Regions from separate parts of the Pan troglodytes genome. Here regions 1 and 2 are each linked to region 3. The links are chromatin contacts, called in public Hi-C and HiChIP or PLAC-seq maps. All regions are on one chromosome and are shown on one strand. Each heading gives the region's core, a stretch centred on a gene start, on an enhancer-like site or on the middle of the called end of the contact. The rest is flanking DNA. Distances are from core to core; before and after follow the strand shown. Region 1 holds the start of STK39 (serine/threonine kinase 39). Region 2 has its middle 100 kb from the start of STK39. Region 3 holds the start of SPC25 (SPC25 component of NDC80 kinetochore complex).

What was found. Hi-C and Micro-C count contacts between places; a contact is called where the count stands out from the background. HiChIP or PLAC-seq counts read pairs in DNA pulled down with a chosen protein or histone mark.
Region 1: a contact with region 3 is called in an H3K4me3 HiChIP or PLAC-seq map of stem cell-derived excitatory neurons, with 5 times the contacts expected there. The contact joins the promoter of STK39 here to the promoter of SPC25 in region 3. A contact is called at or near these places in 1 of 7 Hi-C or Micro-C datasets (stem cell-derived neural progenitor cells) and 1 of 1 datasets of contacts at active chromatin or transcription factors (stem cell-derived excitatory neurons).
Region 2: a Hi-C map of stem cell-derived neural progenitor cells shows a contact between it and region 3, with 5 times the contacts expected there. The contact joins the enhancer-like site here to the promoter of SPC25 in region 3. A contact is called at or near these places in 4 of 7 Hi-C or Micro-C datasets (induced pluripotent stem cells, a lymphoblastoid cell line and stem cell-derived neural progenitor cells) and 1 of 1 other capture datasets (stem cell-derived neural stem cells).

What each region holds. Positions count from the first base shown.
Region 1 is chr13:70,260,455-70,265,137 of NHGRI_mPanTro3-v2.0_pri, reverse strand. It overlaps STK39 (serine/threonine kinase 39), which reads left to right and starts at 2,744. Exons shown (of 18, transcript XM_515880.6): 1 at 2,744-3,123. The coding sequence starts at 2,916.
Region 2 is chr13:70,360,703-70,365,336 of NHGRI_mPanTro3-v2.0_pri, reverse strand. No RefSeq gene overlaps it. Among named protein-coding and RNA genes, the nearest start is that of STK39, 100 kb to the right of the region's middle. Within about 2 kb of position 3,351, at least 10 of the 24 cell types and tissues checked have an H3K27ac peak or open chromatin away from gene starts, as enhancers often do. A contact at or near this core is called in induced pluripotent stem cells and stem cell-derived neural progenitor cells, where this site is marked.
Region 3 is chr13:70,943,629-70,948,044 of NHGRI_mPanTro3-v2.0_pri, reverse strand. SPC25 (SPC25 component of NDC80 kinetochore complex) reads left to right here and starts at 1,370. Exons shown (of 8, transcript XM_016949980.4): 1 at 1,370-1,458.

The sequences.
Region 1 (4,683 bases), core at 1,495-3,994, 680 kb after region 3:
AAAATGTTGTATACTTACTTCACCTAAAGCATTATTTACCCTCCAGGGGACATTTGGCAATGTCTGGAGGCATTGTTGATAGTCACAATGTCAGCAGCAGGGTTGCTACCGGCATCTAGTGCATAGAGGCCAGGGTGCCTTCGTCTGCTCTGGCTGGTATGACAAAATACCTTAGACTGGGTAGCTGACAAACAACGGAAATTCATTTTTACAGTTCTGGAGGCTGAAAGTCCAAGATCAAGGTGCCAGCAAATTAGGTATTTACTGAGGGCTTGCCCTCTACTTCATAGCTAATGCCTCTAGCTGCATCCTCATTAGGTGGAAAGAGTCATCAAGCTCCTTCCGGCCTCATTTATAAGGGCACTAATCTAACTCAGGAGGGCTCTGTCCTCATGACCCAATCTCCTGCTAAAGGCTCTTAATACTATTACACTGCCGATTAAGTGTCAACATATGAATTTTGGGGGGACAGAAACATTCAGACCATACCACAGGAGAACAGACCTCTACAACGAAGAGAACTATCTGACACAAAACAGCGCTGAGATTGAGAAACCCTGAACACATCATGAGGCAGTTGGATACACTTTAAAAACATTTAGACCCTTATTTTTCCTTTCTATTTTTAACATCGCTCACTGAATGTACTCTTTATGCATTGAAATAAACCTTGTTTATATTTTAAAGGCACCCGCCTCCATCCCCATCTTTCAATTTAAATTTAGTAATGGATTTTCCGGGAAAAGTGCATATCAGTTGAATACTTTAAAAAAACATATATTTCTAAGTTTTAAGTACCATTTTACCCAATTGTTTACAGAAACATTAACTCTAATGCTTTTGTATAATTTTAAAATATTATTCATATTCTGTTCTTCATTTATAAAAATGATGCCAAAGAGCAATGCCAGGGGACATTCTTCTTTAAACCGATTTACTGTAGAAATGATGGATGTGCACTGAGTCATCCGCTCAAGCAAGTCTTCATCCTGGTAGCCATTTGGAAAGCGGTTGACTAGAGACCGACATGTAGTCTGTGACTGGGGAACAGTTGTTTTTTGTGGGAGACTAATTGATCTGTGTTTGATTCAATTCTGTGATATTGATCTTGACAGTATCATGTTTTCCTACTAAGTCCCAAGAACATTCCTGGTCTTCATAATCCCACTTCATGGTTTGAAAGCCAAAAATAGAAATTCATATGACAAAATGGAAGTCATATTCATTTGATCATTTTTCTTTTCCTTTAAAAACAGTCCTTAAAAGTTCTTTGGGGTAGGGTGGAGGCAGCATTTGAAGAGGTCAGCAGCCATGGCTTGGTATAAAGAGCTCCCCTGTTCCTCAGAGGCCTAGAATTTGTTTATGAAGGGCTCTGTTTCTTGACAGACATGACAAGACACAGTTTTTGAAGTCCTCCGCATCAAAGAATGTACACTTAGTTCAGCATGAACTTCTGCTTCAAGACCAGAGCGAGGTAGCTGCTTTACTCCAACTTTTGTAATGCTCCAAGAGATTAAGTGCCCTCATCTTCAGTGGACATCAATGTTTTGATTAGACAACTAACTTTCCTAATAAATTTCTGGGCTTCTTCTGAATAATCTTTCAAAAATTTTAGTGAGATTTCTGTACATACACTCGGGAGACAAAATCATGATATCCCTAGAGTTTTTATTACATCCTCATTATTCTTACCTATTTCTTCAGCAGTCCTAGCAATGAGAACCAGACAAGACCATCTTGGCCAAACGACCAATACTATTGGTTTACTGCCCCGTTTCAGTTGGAGACAAGAACGGTGGATCCTGGTCACCTCCACGGAAGGAACACAGAGAACATTCACTGTTAAATATGACACCTATAATTAGGAAAACCTATGGTTTTACCATAGCAGTTTTACAGACGAGGTTATTTTTGGGGTGTTGAAAAAGCAGCAATTAAAAGTTTCCAACACAGTTTATTCATGCCCCAATAAATTATTTCCCCACCAAGTATACGCTCTTAAAGAAACGCCTGATGTCTGGCCTCAGTGTCCTCACGGGCTAATGTGGCAATTATTAAGGGTGTAGAATTTGAGCAAACTTTCTAAACCTCTCCTGCATGTCTTATTCTAATTCCACAGCCCCTTAAATCGCCTCCCTGGGATCCAAGCGGCTTGGAAAAAATGAAGTCTGAACAGCCAGAGACCTAAGGAATCAAGTTTCATTTACTAAGAAAAACTAGAAGGACTGCGATTAGATTAGGCAAGGTGGGAAAGGGATACCGGCAGGTAAAGCGCCGGAAACTTACAACTTGGGTTATTTTCTAACTGGCGTCTTGCAAAGGGACACCGTGTAGGTATCCCGCTCGTCAACTTATAAATGAACTTCAGGTTCTCTTTGGTGGCAGGAGAATTCTGAATGTGAGAACCTGGCGGCCGTTCAACGACCCCGCCCTCGGGGTCCCCAGGGGGCGTCCTCCGGCAAGCCTGATTGTCTGGGGCGAAGGCGCAGGGAGAGCAGGGAGGGAGGAGGAGAACCAGGGCCGGTGGCCCCGAAAGCACACACAAAGCGGCCTGACTCCTTTGGTGGGAACTTCCCCGGCCGCCAGCGGAGCGGGAGCGGGAGGGGGCGGCGGTTCCCCTCGCCGAGGCGGAGAACAGCGCGCGCTAGGCTCTGGGCGCGCGGCGAGCGCAGCGGCCGCCGCCTCCTCCCTTCCCCGCCTCCGCCGGCGCTGCCTCCTCCCTCCGCCCAGCTCGGCCTCCCTTGCTCCCTCCCCTCCTGGCTGGCTTCGGCGGGGACGGCGGCGGCGGCGGCGGCGGCGGCGGCGGGCGGGGAGGGCGTGCGCCGGCCGAGAGGTGTCGGCGGCGAGGCAAAGGAAGTTTCAAGTGGAAGGTCGTCCGTCGGCCGGCGCGTCCTCCTGCTCTCCTCCGCAGCATCATGGCGGAGCCGAGCGGCTCGCCCGTGCACGTCCAGCTTCCCCAGCAGGCGGCCCCGGTGACAGCGGCGGCGGCGGCGGCCCCAGCGGCCGCGACAGCAGCGCCGGCCCCGGCAGCTCCCGCGGCCCCGGCCCCGGCCCCAGCCCCGGCGGCACAGGCTGTCGGCTGGCCCATCTGCAGGGACGCGTACGAGCTGCAGGAGGTTATCGGTCAGTGCGGCGGGCGCGGCGGGGCCGGCACAGGCCGGGCGCCGAGGCCGGGCGGGAGGCGCGGCCGGGGGCGGGAGGGGGCGCGGGATGGTGGGCTAGCCTGCATGCACGCCCTGGAGGCAGAGAGGCCGGCTTCGGGGCCTACCGGCTTCAACAGTTTTGTTTTGTTTTGTTTTGTTTTGAATTTTTAATGTATTTGTTCGTTCTCTGAGCGCTGGTGCTGCAGGAGGCGGCGCGGCGGATGTGACTCGCACTGCAGACGAGCCGCATGCTGCAAACTTTTATCTCCGGGATCGCCGGGGCGGTGGAGCGGAGGACCCGGCGCCGCCGCCGCATCTTCCTCCCCCCGCGTGCCGGGACCGCAGCCCGTGGCCGGTGGCCACGCGGACAGGCAGCCGCAGGTGGGGTGTGGTTGCGGGGGCGCCGCCCTGGGTTTCCAGTGCCCCGGGGGCCGCGTCCTGGGGGACTCTGCGGGCGCAGCCGCTCCTCTGCCTCCCGTCGTGACCCTCTCGTCGTGGGTAACGGGGCCACGTAGAAGCCGCGGAGGCCCCGGTGCTTTCCTGAGGCCGGGGAGGATGCTGGCCTCTCTTCCTGACAGCCGCCACTCCACGCCCGCCTTGCAGCCCGGCTCTCCGCGCCACTCGGCGCGCCCGGGTACCCGCCTCCCTCCGTGCCAGGGTGCGCCGCCTGCCGCCCAGTCCGGCCCCCCGGGGAAAGCGGGTGCCCTGGCCTCCTGCCCTGCACCGGGCCGATGCTTCCCTCTGTTTCAGGCCGAGCTGCAAGAGTGAAATCCGAGGCTGCCGGTGATCTGCTCTCTGCCTTTCGTTGCCTTCTGGCCGGCTCACAAATATCACCTTATCTTACATTTTTAAATACCTGGCAGAGTCGCAGGGCTCGGCGTTACTTTTCCTTGGCACATGAAGGGCCAGGAGATTTGTTTTGTCCCTTCACTTAGAACCTTCCCTATTGGATCATCCAGTTTGAGGGTCTTGTCACTTAGGGAAGCCTCCAGGTTAAGTGGGCCCTCAGCGTCTAACCTTACTGACGCAGGGATGGGATGTTGCCTTCCCAGAATCTTGGTATATAAGTACAGCGATGAAAAAGGAGTTCAGAATATTTATCTTAAGTATTTTTTCTAACTTTCACTTCAAAAAAATTTTCACCTCCTTTTAAAAAAATTAAAACAGATATAAAAATTTCACTAGGTGTTTAAATGAGCCTTTATCACCTGCTATTGTGGAATAAAACAGCATAGACGGAAATATATATATCAATATATACATAAAAATATGTGAGAAAATGTTGGGCAGGTCAGTAACCTAGGATATATACAAGCTTCAGATAACCTATAATAGGCATCTGTAGACAAAATTCTTTGAAAACCCAGATCTTTCATAATTTTTGACCAAAGACTCTAAAGGGATGAGTCTTCATGTCACTGCCTGAAATAGCTTCAGGGGCTTCTCAAAGCCTGGAATATTCCATGGAAACCTCTTTAACCTGGCATATAGGCCCTGTACCCTCAACCTGCCTGCCTCCTCCCATTGTCTACTCTTCAGT
Region 2 (4,634 bases), core at 2,102-4,601, 580 kb after region 3:
TGTCTCTGATAATGTTTCACTGAGAGGAAATGACTGAGATCTTGGAATTCGCGTCTTTATCACATGACTGTTCCCAAAGTCATGAGTTGTTGTTGTTGTTGTTAACAAACCTCTTTATTTCCTACAATAAGTATATTCCATCTTGCATTTGCTTTAATAGATGAGAGTTTCCAATGTCATTAGTGATTTTTAGCACTTTATAGCACCATCATATTTTTATAACCAAGGCCAGGGAGATGAAAGGGGTATTGACAATATTTGTTGGCATTTGTTGTTGTCTTTGTAACCAGAACTGCCTCTTTTATTCTGTGCTTTTTCTAATTATTTCTGGTTATGATAATGTTTTTCTTTGGCTTCTAGGGGGAAGTATGTAATGATGTTTGTGACAAAAATAAATGTGATCAACTGGTAAAAACAGCCTGATGTTGTGTCTTCAGTGAATGTTCCCACTAGCCAGGCCGAGCTTAAGGTTAGTGATCCCATGGCACACACAACCTTCAGGTAAAGCCAACAGGGAAGAAACGAATTCAAAACAGTGTAAAATAGTATGGAGCCAGCACTTTCTATTCTATAGAGAGAAGTAACCTCAGAAAAAGACTATGGCAAATGACTAGGGCAACCCCTTATGTCTTCACATCGTATTCCATCCTCTATGATGAAAGAGCAAAGTTACTTGAGATTGGAGCATAATTAGAGGATGGAAAGAAATTTAAGTGTTCCCATTCAATGCTGCTTTACATACCTGCATTTAAAGGGTCTCGAGACTTTTGACCTGCTGTAATGATTACTGTTCCAGTCTAATTGGTTGACCACTAACATTTACGACCTACTATACTTACCTGGATAACAGGATCTAAAATAATGGTCCCAAGCCACAGTTTGTCTGTAGGAGCTATTGTGTTACATAATATGTGTGTGCTGAATTAGTTTGGTGATTCATGTATAACTGATTGTGGTTATAATCTAGTAGGAGATTACCAAAGGCATAGGATTTGGGTCATAGAGTGGAATGAAGAGTCACCATATTCTCTTCTCAAAGATAATTTAGAATCAGAGAAGCCAAGTAAGACATCTTTAGAATCAAACAAACCAAGTAAGAGCAAAGAATCTGTACTAGAGACCAACAGCCTCCAAAAGAGACGACCAAAGTTCTCCCTGGCATGTCAGAGACTTGAGAATGAGTGCAATTCATACAAAAGAATTGGCATCCCATGATCCAACCTAAAGACAGGAAGTCAAGTCCTATCTTGTCTACTTACTCTTGTGTGTCCTTGAACAAATTGCTATGGAGACAATAATCTCTGTCTATTTCACACGGCTTTTGTGACAAAGAAAATGTATATGAGAGAGAAACTCTTTACGCTGTAAAGTATTACAGAACTAAAAAGACTACCTGAATGACCAGAATGTGAAGGAAGGGGAAGCAGCATTTTGAGTATTCCTTTTTTCCAACCAATATATTCTGTTGATCCTAATGACAACTCTGGTGCTCTTAGCTTATTCTTGCCCCACAAGCACAAAGAAACAGATTTAAGGGTGTGGGATAGTTCCCTGAGCCCAGCCTTCCTTACAGGAGGTCCTTAATCCCTTAGGTGGGAACATTTTTTCAGAAAAAGACTCTCCTGAACATTTACTGACTTTCCCTATGGCCTATTAAGTCTTAAATACATATACTGTGGGGCAGGTCAAACGTTCCCTTAAATTCTTTCAGCTTCAGAATTATTTAATGTGACAGTCGCCATGATGGCATCATAGAGCCACCCAATACCCACGCTGACTGGACCTCACCATTCCGCAGCTCTCTTTAGCAGCTTCCTTTAATAGCTTAAATCTACCCCTCAGGAACTCCCAACTTCCCTTTAAATGTGATTAAATTTTGTATTTAATTGTTTAATTATTTTTAAACTAATTTCTGCCTCTAGGTGTATGGTCAACTAAACAGTCCAGAAACCATGTAGCTCCACAATAATCAGAAATTCTGGATCCAGTAAAACAAATCTCCTTTAAGACATGGCTGAATGCTGGAAGAAAGTAAAGAAAGTTCCTGGAGTCAAAAATGAAGTGAGAAGGAAAAATTAGAGCAGTGAGTACATGCATGTATGCTAGAGCCACTCAGGGTGGGAGTTGCCTGGCTTGGCCACCTAGAGGCTTGGATTAGAATGCTCAGGCCAGGGCAGAATGTGAGGCCTGGAGATACAAAATGCTGGGTGTTGGAACTGCAACCCCTGCAGAAATCCTGGTCCTCAGAAGGGCTATACTCAGAGTGAGGGAGTGAATCAGGAAATGCACCCATCGGCTCAGGGAGACAATAAAGGTGATTTTCTATCTCAGTGGTCTGGGCTCTAGGGGAAAAGTTTCCCTTGAGAGTTTGTAATCATGGGTCTGTCATTCCATTGGTTCTGAAAACCTCTAAACTGAGAAATAAACATAAACTGAGATGGGGGCAGTAATTCCCCTTGGGCAACTAACAGAAACAAGGGCAAAACCTTCCTGATCTAGAGGATTAGGGTTGTCCAGGCCCCTCGGGATTCCCTCCAGCCGTTCCTGCATTTCAAGATGCATGCTCTTAAGCTCTTATTCTCATACTTTTCAGTTCCAATGACCACAACTCTTTCAACAAATTTTTATAGGAGTTTCCAGAAACTTCATCCTGCTCATTTTTTTCTGTGTTCTAACATGTCATGTTTCATTTAAAATGTATCCTTTTCCTCCAGTTCAGACCTAAAGGTAATACACCGGAAATTGTCTAATGTGTGGTATAAAATAGGACCATGATAAAAAAAAAAAACCAAAGTAATAAAAAATTATATTACTGTAATAACTTATTAACGTCATATCACTATAATAAAACTTTTATTACAATAACAACTACAGTTGAGTATGTCTTATGTGCCAAATACTATGTACTAGACATGCACACTCCTTTTTAATCCTGAGGAAATCCTGGGATAGGTTCTAACACTACCCTCCTTCTACACATGAGGAGAAAGAGGCTTAGTAACTTACCCAGGGTAAAGGAGCTGGGAAGTGGTCACAGAGCTGGCAATGTGTTATCACCAAAGCCAGGATTTAAACCCAGCCCTATCTGCCTTCAATGCCCTTGCTTTAAGCCACTAATCCTCCATCTCTCTTAATACTAGTCCTGGTAGGGCTAGTTCCCTTGTTAGTGACTATCACGCGCTTGAAAGTGTTTGAAGCGACCTAATATTCCTAGGATCCTTACTTCTATAAACATTTAAATCACAGTTATTTTTCCCAAAGATAGATTGTCATGGGAGAGGGGAACAAAGACTAATGAGGAAGGCACAGGCAGGAAGCGGGCAGAGGACCAGAAACAAAAGCAAAGATAGGAGTGGGTGGGGACACGGGAAATTTCTTTTGCTTACTTCACAAGCTTACAGCCGACCTGGCCTGGCAGGTGACAAGGTGCCTCAGGATGACACAGCCAGGGATTCTTCTAGGCCATGAAAATGTTCAGTTGCTTTTGATTTCTTACATTTTTTTGAAGGTAATACTAGATTTCTGAAACGGCTCTCACCGACACGCCTTTGTTTCTCCTGGAGCCACGGCTCCGCAGCAGAGGACATTTGTGTTTGGGAAGCCTGCCCCCTCCTGGATTAGTGAAATCTTACAGGCCGGGTTTGCAAGCTCTCCAAAATTAGATCTAGTGTGTGAAAATGTTTAAACTGTCGTTCAGAGATTTGAGGAAAACAAATAATTTTTTTCATATGATTTCCCTGAGATTTTTGGATTCTTCTCATATAAATCTTTAGGTGGATTTTATGGATTTTGAAATAATACCCACCTAAAAATCCTGAAAAAATGTTTTAAGGACCCAAAGAGATAGTAATAACAGCAATAATGGTAAACATTATATTCAGTGATTTCTATGTGCCAGCACTGTGCAAAGTACCATGTGAACAATGCCAGTTGCAGCACTCACCACCACCCCAAGAGACAGGTTCTCTGCATTATTACCCCCCACCTTACAGAAAGCCTCAAAGCAGCAGTCCCCAACTTTTTTTGGCACGAGGGACCATCTTTGTGGAAGACAATTTTTCCACAGACCAGGCAGGGGGTCGGGGTGGGAGTGGTTTCAGGATGAAACTGTTCCACCTCAGATCATCAGGCATTAGATTCTCATAAGGAGTGTGCAACCTAGATCCCTCGCATGCACAGTTCACAATAGGGTTCACGCTCCTATGAGAATCTAATGTCACTTGCTGATCTGACAGGAGGCAGAGCTCAGGCAGTAATGCTCATTCTCACCAGCCGCTCACCTACTGCTGTACGATCCCATTCCTAACAGGCCACAGACTGGTACAGGTCCGCAACCATGGGGACCCCTGCAAACTGGAGATCTTCTCTACCGCCACCCTCACACACCCAACCACCCGTAGGTTGGGAGCCCCTGAAATTCTTGAACTGTCATGCCATCCTATTGACCACACTTGATTGAATCAGAAATAATCAACCAAGCTGAGTGACTTGAACACTTTCTCCTGGGAATTTGGAAGCAGAATGAAAATAGCCATCAGTCTAGGCTTGTCACTTGAATGGAGGTCATCAAACATCAGGAGCCCACTATGGAAGAGCATCTGCTGCCACGTGCATGGAGAAGCAGAAAAAGATAA
Region 3 (4,416 bases), core at 121-2,620:
AGGAAGCATATTTCAACAGCCATAAAAAATTAAAAAGTAAATTTTATCTTTATATCTTTGAGAAATCCATAATTACTCCACAATAAACTTACTAAAATGCTGTGTCAAAACTCTAGTCACTGTCCTCACTCAGCTCAGTCATGTAAGCTCTCCAACCTCTCCCACAAAGCCAAGTTTCCCTCTCCTTCCTTTCTTCTCATTCAGCCTATTATTATGTGATTTGCTTAGTATCTCTTCCAGCAAGAATTTCTTCTTTAGGATGTTGAGAAAGGGGAACTGGAGTTGGAATTTAATTATAGGATCTCTGTTGCAAGATAGCGTAGCAGGAAGTCTATGGCTATTCTCATGTTAATAATTTTGCCCCATAACATCAGTTAAATTATCTCTCCATGTACTTTTTTATTGCTATAAAATTCAGATTCTAATTAGAATCAAATGTTTTAAAGACTGGTCCAAAATTGTTTAATAAAGTAGCACATTTCAAAACAGAGTGCTTTGTAAGATGTATAGCCTTGTTCATTGCATGAAACTAAAATTAAAACAGTATCAAAACACATTAGCCAGGGTCTTATCACCTTCTTGCTCCACTTCACAAAAAAATTAACAATACATCTGAAAGCCTTCTGTGAAGATAGTGCTTCACAAAGAGCAAACAAAATAGAGGAGCTGGTTGGAGAGCCAAAGCACAATATGTTGGACTGAATGAGACCCTCAGAGTTGCAGAATATCACACCGTGAATGAACCTTCCATTTTAACCCCATACTAAACTCCTCAGTTGAGAACTGGGTAAACTGAGGCCACCAACACTAAATGGCCTTCTGGAGTTTTAGTGGTTGGATGCAGGGCCAGGCTAGAATGTAGTTCTGATGACGCCAGTCCAGGATGCTGGTTGCTAAACTCCACGAAGGCCTTTGTACATCGATCTGCCTTTGAATTTCCTGGCACCTGCCTACCTGCATTCTGACTTCCTCTGGGATCCACATGTGGACCTGTGGCGCAACCTCTTGCTTGGCCGTGGTGAGCAGGGCATCAGCATTCCAAAGCTAAGAGAATAAGGTACACACACACACGCACACACACACACACACACACACACACATCTCCAAAACTCAGACAGGAACATTTATTTTTCTTTTGTTAAGTCAATGCAGTTTTCATCTAGAAATATAGCAAGAGCTCTACCATTTTTTTATTTGAACAATTGCTTAAAAAAAAAAAAGAAAGGAATGATTATGTAGAAATGTTTTTGATGCAGAATTACTGAGCCTGGAGGCAAGGAGGCGGGGCGGGGCGGGGCGGGTGGAAGATAGTGCCCATCTTCTATTAGCAGCAGGATGTATGAGCACAGATGACAATCCGGTCCATGCTGTTCATCAGACAAAGCCTGAATCCTGGAAAAAGCCAACTCTTTGAACAGGAATTAGAGTGTGATCGGCTTAGTTGACGCACAGGGGTAGGTGAGTGCGAGAGTAAAGAAGCTCTTCTTTGTCTTCGGTAGTGCTGGGTTTCTTTTCCAGGCACACAGATGGCCTGCTCCCCCTGCAGCGCACCCAGATCCTCCCAGGGAAGCCGCTTCAGTTTCCACTTGGCCAGCGCCAGAAACGGGCTGCTGTGCTGCCAGCGCCTACGTTCCTCCCCGCGCTTCCCGCGTGCGCCCGGAGTCCCGCTCGGCGGGACCGCAGCTGCTGCCTTCACTCATTACCTGCCCCTGTCCTGGCAGCTCCTTCAGAACATATTGTTCTTTGGGGAAATACCATGGTTTTTGAACTGAGGACAGATTCTCTTCAGAAATCGCATGGCAAAACATTAGAAAAAAAGAAAAACTAAGAAATTAAAAAATTCAGAACAGAAGACAATCGGTTTTATGCTAACTTTTATAACCTTAATCTTTGAAGCTTTTCCCCTCCTTTAGAGCAATTACTTCTATGCTGCCAAAAGAAATGAGAAGTGATTTCATCTGAGTCATTACTGTGCTCTCCCTCAAAGGATAGCAGACAGTAATTAGTACTCCACACCAGACCTGCCTCAAATTTGACATAAACTGCATTGGTCCTTTACAGAGCTGAAAATGAAGCACTTCTAAGTCTTAGAATCTTCTCGTGAATTTCTGTCATTTGGCAGAAATTTCTGGAGTCGTTGCTTCTTATAGATCTTTTCTACTGTTAACTTAAAAAAATAGACTTTTAACAATTGGCAAATTGCACCACATTACCTTCAGAGTGAAATCACCATCTGAAAGCATTCGAAGTAAGGGGAGGGGAAAAGTTAGACCCCCATTTTAGTTTCCTGGCAATACTGAGATCTAGGAATTCATCCTAGAAGCTGTTTGCCATTTCCAAAGTGCCTAGGACAGCCCATCAATGAGGGCAAAATCCTCAGGGGCAACTGGACACGAGTGGTCCTTTTTGGAAGACTTTATAAATAGCCACAGAAGTGCAGGTGTAGGGCGTTGATGTGTGCTAGACCCAGAGAAGCAGGGAGGCTTCGTCAGAAAGCCATCCAGCCATCCAGAATGTGGTCATGGACTGGGTAAAGCTCCCCGCTAGTATTGTGGACCTTAGAGGGTTTCCAGAACATGGTGCAGGGAGGGTGAACCCAGACTCTCTGATTCCAGGCAACAGAGCTGAGAGTCCAGGGACACCAAGGCGGCTATTGCTCACAGGACAGAATGAGAGAGAAGAGAGCTGCAGAGAGAGAATCCAGGTCTGCAGAGGGTCCCTTTGGAAAATGCAGCAATATCTGTTAACTTCTTAGAGCCGTTAACGCTGATTCATGTTGTCTCACAGGAACATGGCAAAAGTGACAATATACAAAATACTTGGGTTTTATTTTCAAGGAAAAGCACTGTGAGACTTGATTTGTGCTGTCCAATTCAGTAGCCACTAGACACACATGGCTATTTAAATGTAAATTAAAAGTAAATGAAGGTTAAAAATGCATTTCCGGCAGGGCTTGGTGGCTCACGCCTGTAATCCCAGCACTTTGGGAGGCTGAGGCGGGCGGATCACGAGGTCAGGAGATCGAGACCATCCTGGCTAACACGGAGAAACCCTGTCTCTATTAAAAATACAAAAAAATTAGCCGGGCGTGGTGGCGGGCGCCTATAGTCCCAGCTACTCCGGAGGCTGAGGCAGGAGAATGGCATGAACCCAGGAGGCAGAGCTTGCAGTGAACCGAGATCGTGCCACTGCACTCCAGCCTGGGCAACAGAGCGAGACTCCGTCTCAAAAAAAAAAAAAAAAAAAAAAAGCATTTCCTCAGTTGCATCAGCTACATTTCAAGAGCTCAATAAACATCTGTGGCCAGTGGCTACTATATTGGACAGCACAGATAGAGAACATCTCCATCACTGTAAAAGTTCAATTGAAGAGTGCTGGAATATACAGTTTTAAAATACTTAAGAAAAGAATCTCATTTTTAGAACCAAGTCACTTGACTTTTTCTTAAACCAAGATTTTTGTATGTATGTACCAATTTGATCTTGAATTTATTTAAAATTTTTGAAAAAATGTAAAGCATTTCAACATTTGACTTTTAGTTTCAAGGACATCTTATAACAATTCTTTTAATCACCATCTGTTTTATAATGAAATATGTCCAAAGAAGGCACCAATTTAACCTTCTTAGGCAGATGTCCAATCAATAGGTTGTCAAAGGAAAGGAACTAATATTCTTCCTGATAGCTAGTTTCAGCAATAATAAATTATTTTGTATTTTTTTCCAAATGTAGGTTTGATTGGACAGTTTCTTGAGTCAGATTTTCTCTTGAGTCAGATTTTCTTGTCTAGATTTTCTCATCCTAAAAGCTCATGGTATTGACATTTTTCTCCTGAATATGTAGATAGGTAGACATTTTGAATATATGGTTATAGTAACAGTATTTAATGAGCTCAATTCCACTTACTTCTGACAAATAAATTGGAAACAGAAGAGTCTTTTCCATCATTATTAAGGGCAGGCATTTTCTCCAAGGCTGTGAAAAACGATTCCTCTTGCTGCCTAAGGAGTTTCAATTGCAAAAACAATTTACCACCATATGGATCCCTCCAGGAGACTTCAACTAGAATAAAGAGGGAAATCTACTCCCATGGGGACTCTGGGGTTTTATGGAAGATAGGGGCAGAGTTCTTGGGGATTAATTATAGAAAACAAGCCCACACCTCATCCCAGTCCCCCTCTGAGGGTAATGTGTTGCCCAACAGACAGCACCATGGGGTGGCTGAAGATAGCTTTCTCCATGGAAACGGAGAATGGATTTATGGTAGAGTCAATCATTGCTGCAGAATTCCCTGGCTATTAATGCCGGTTTCCTCAGGCCTTGGTGAGAGCAGGCTGAGATTGTACTAGGATGAAGGGGATGTACCAGAATCCTTCAAGACTAACATTATCTTATGTGAAATTTGGCAAAGGGCTTT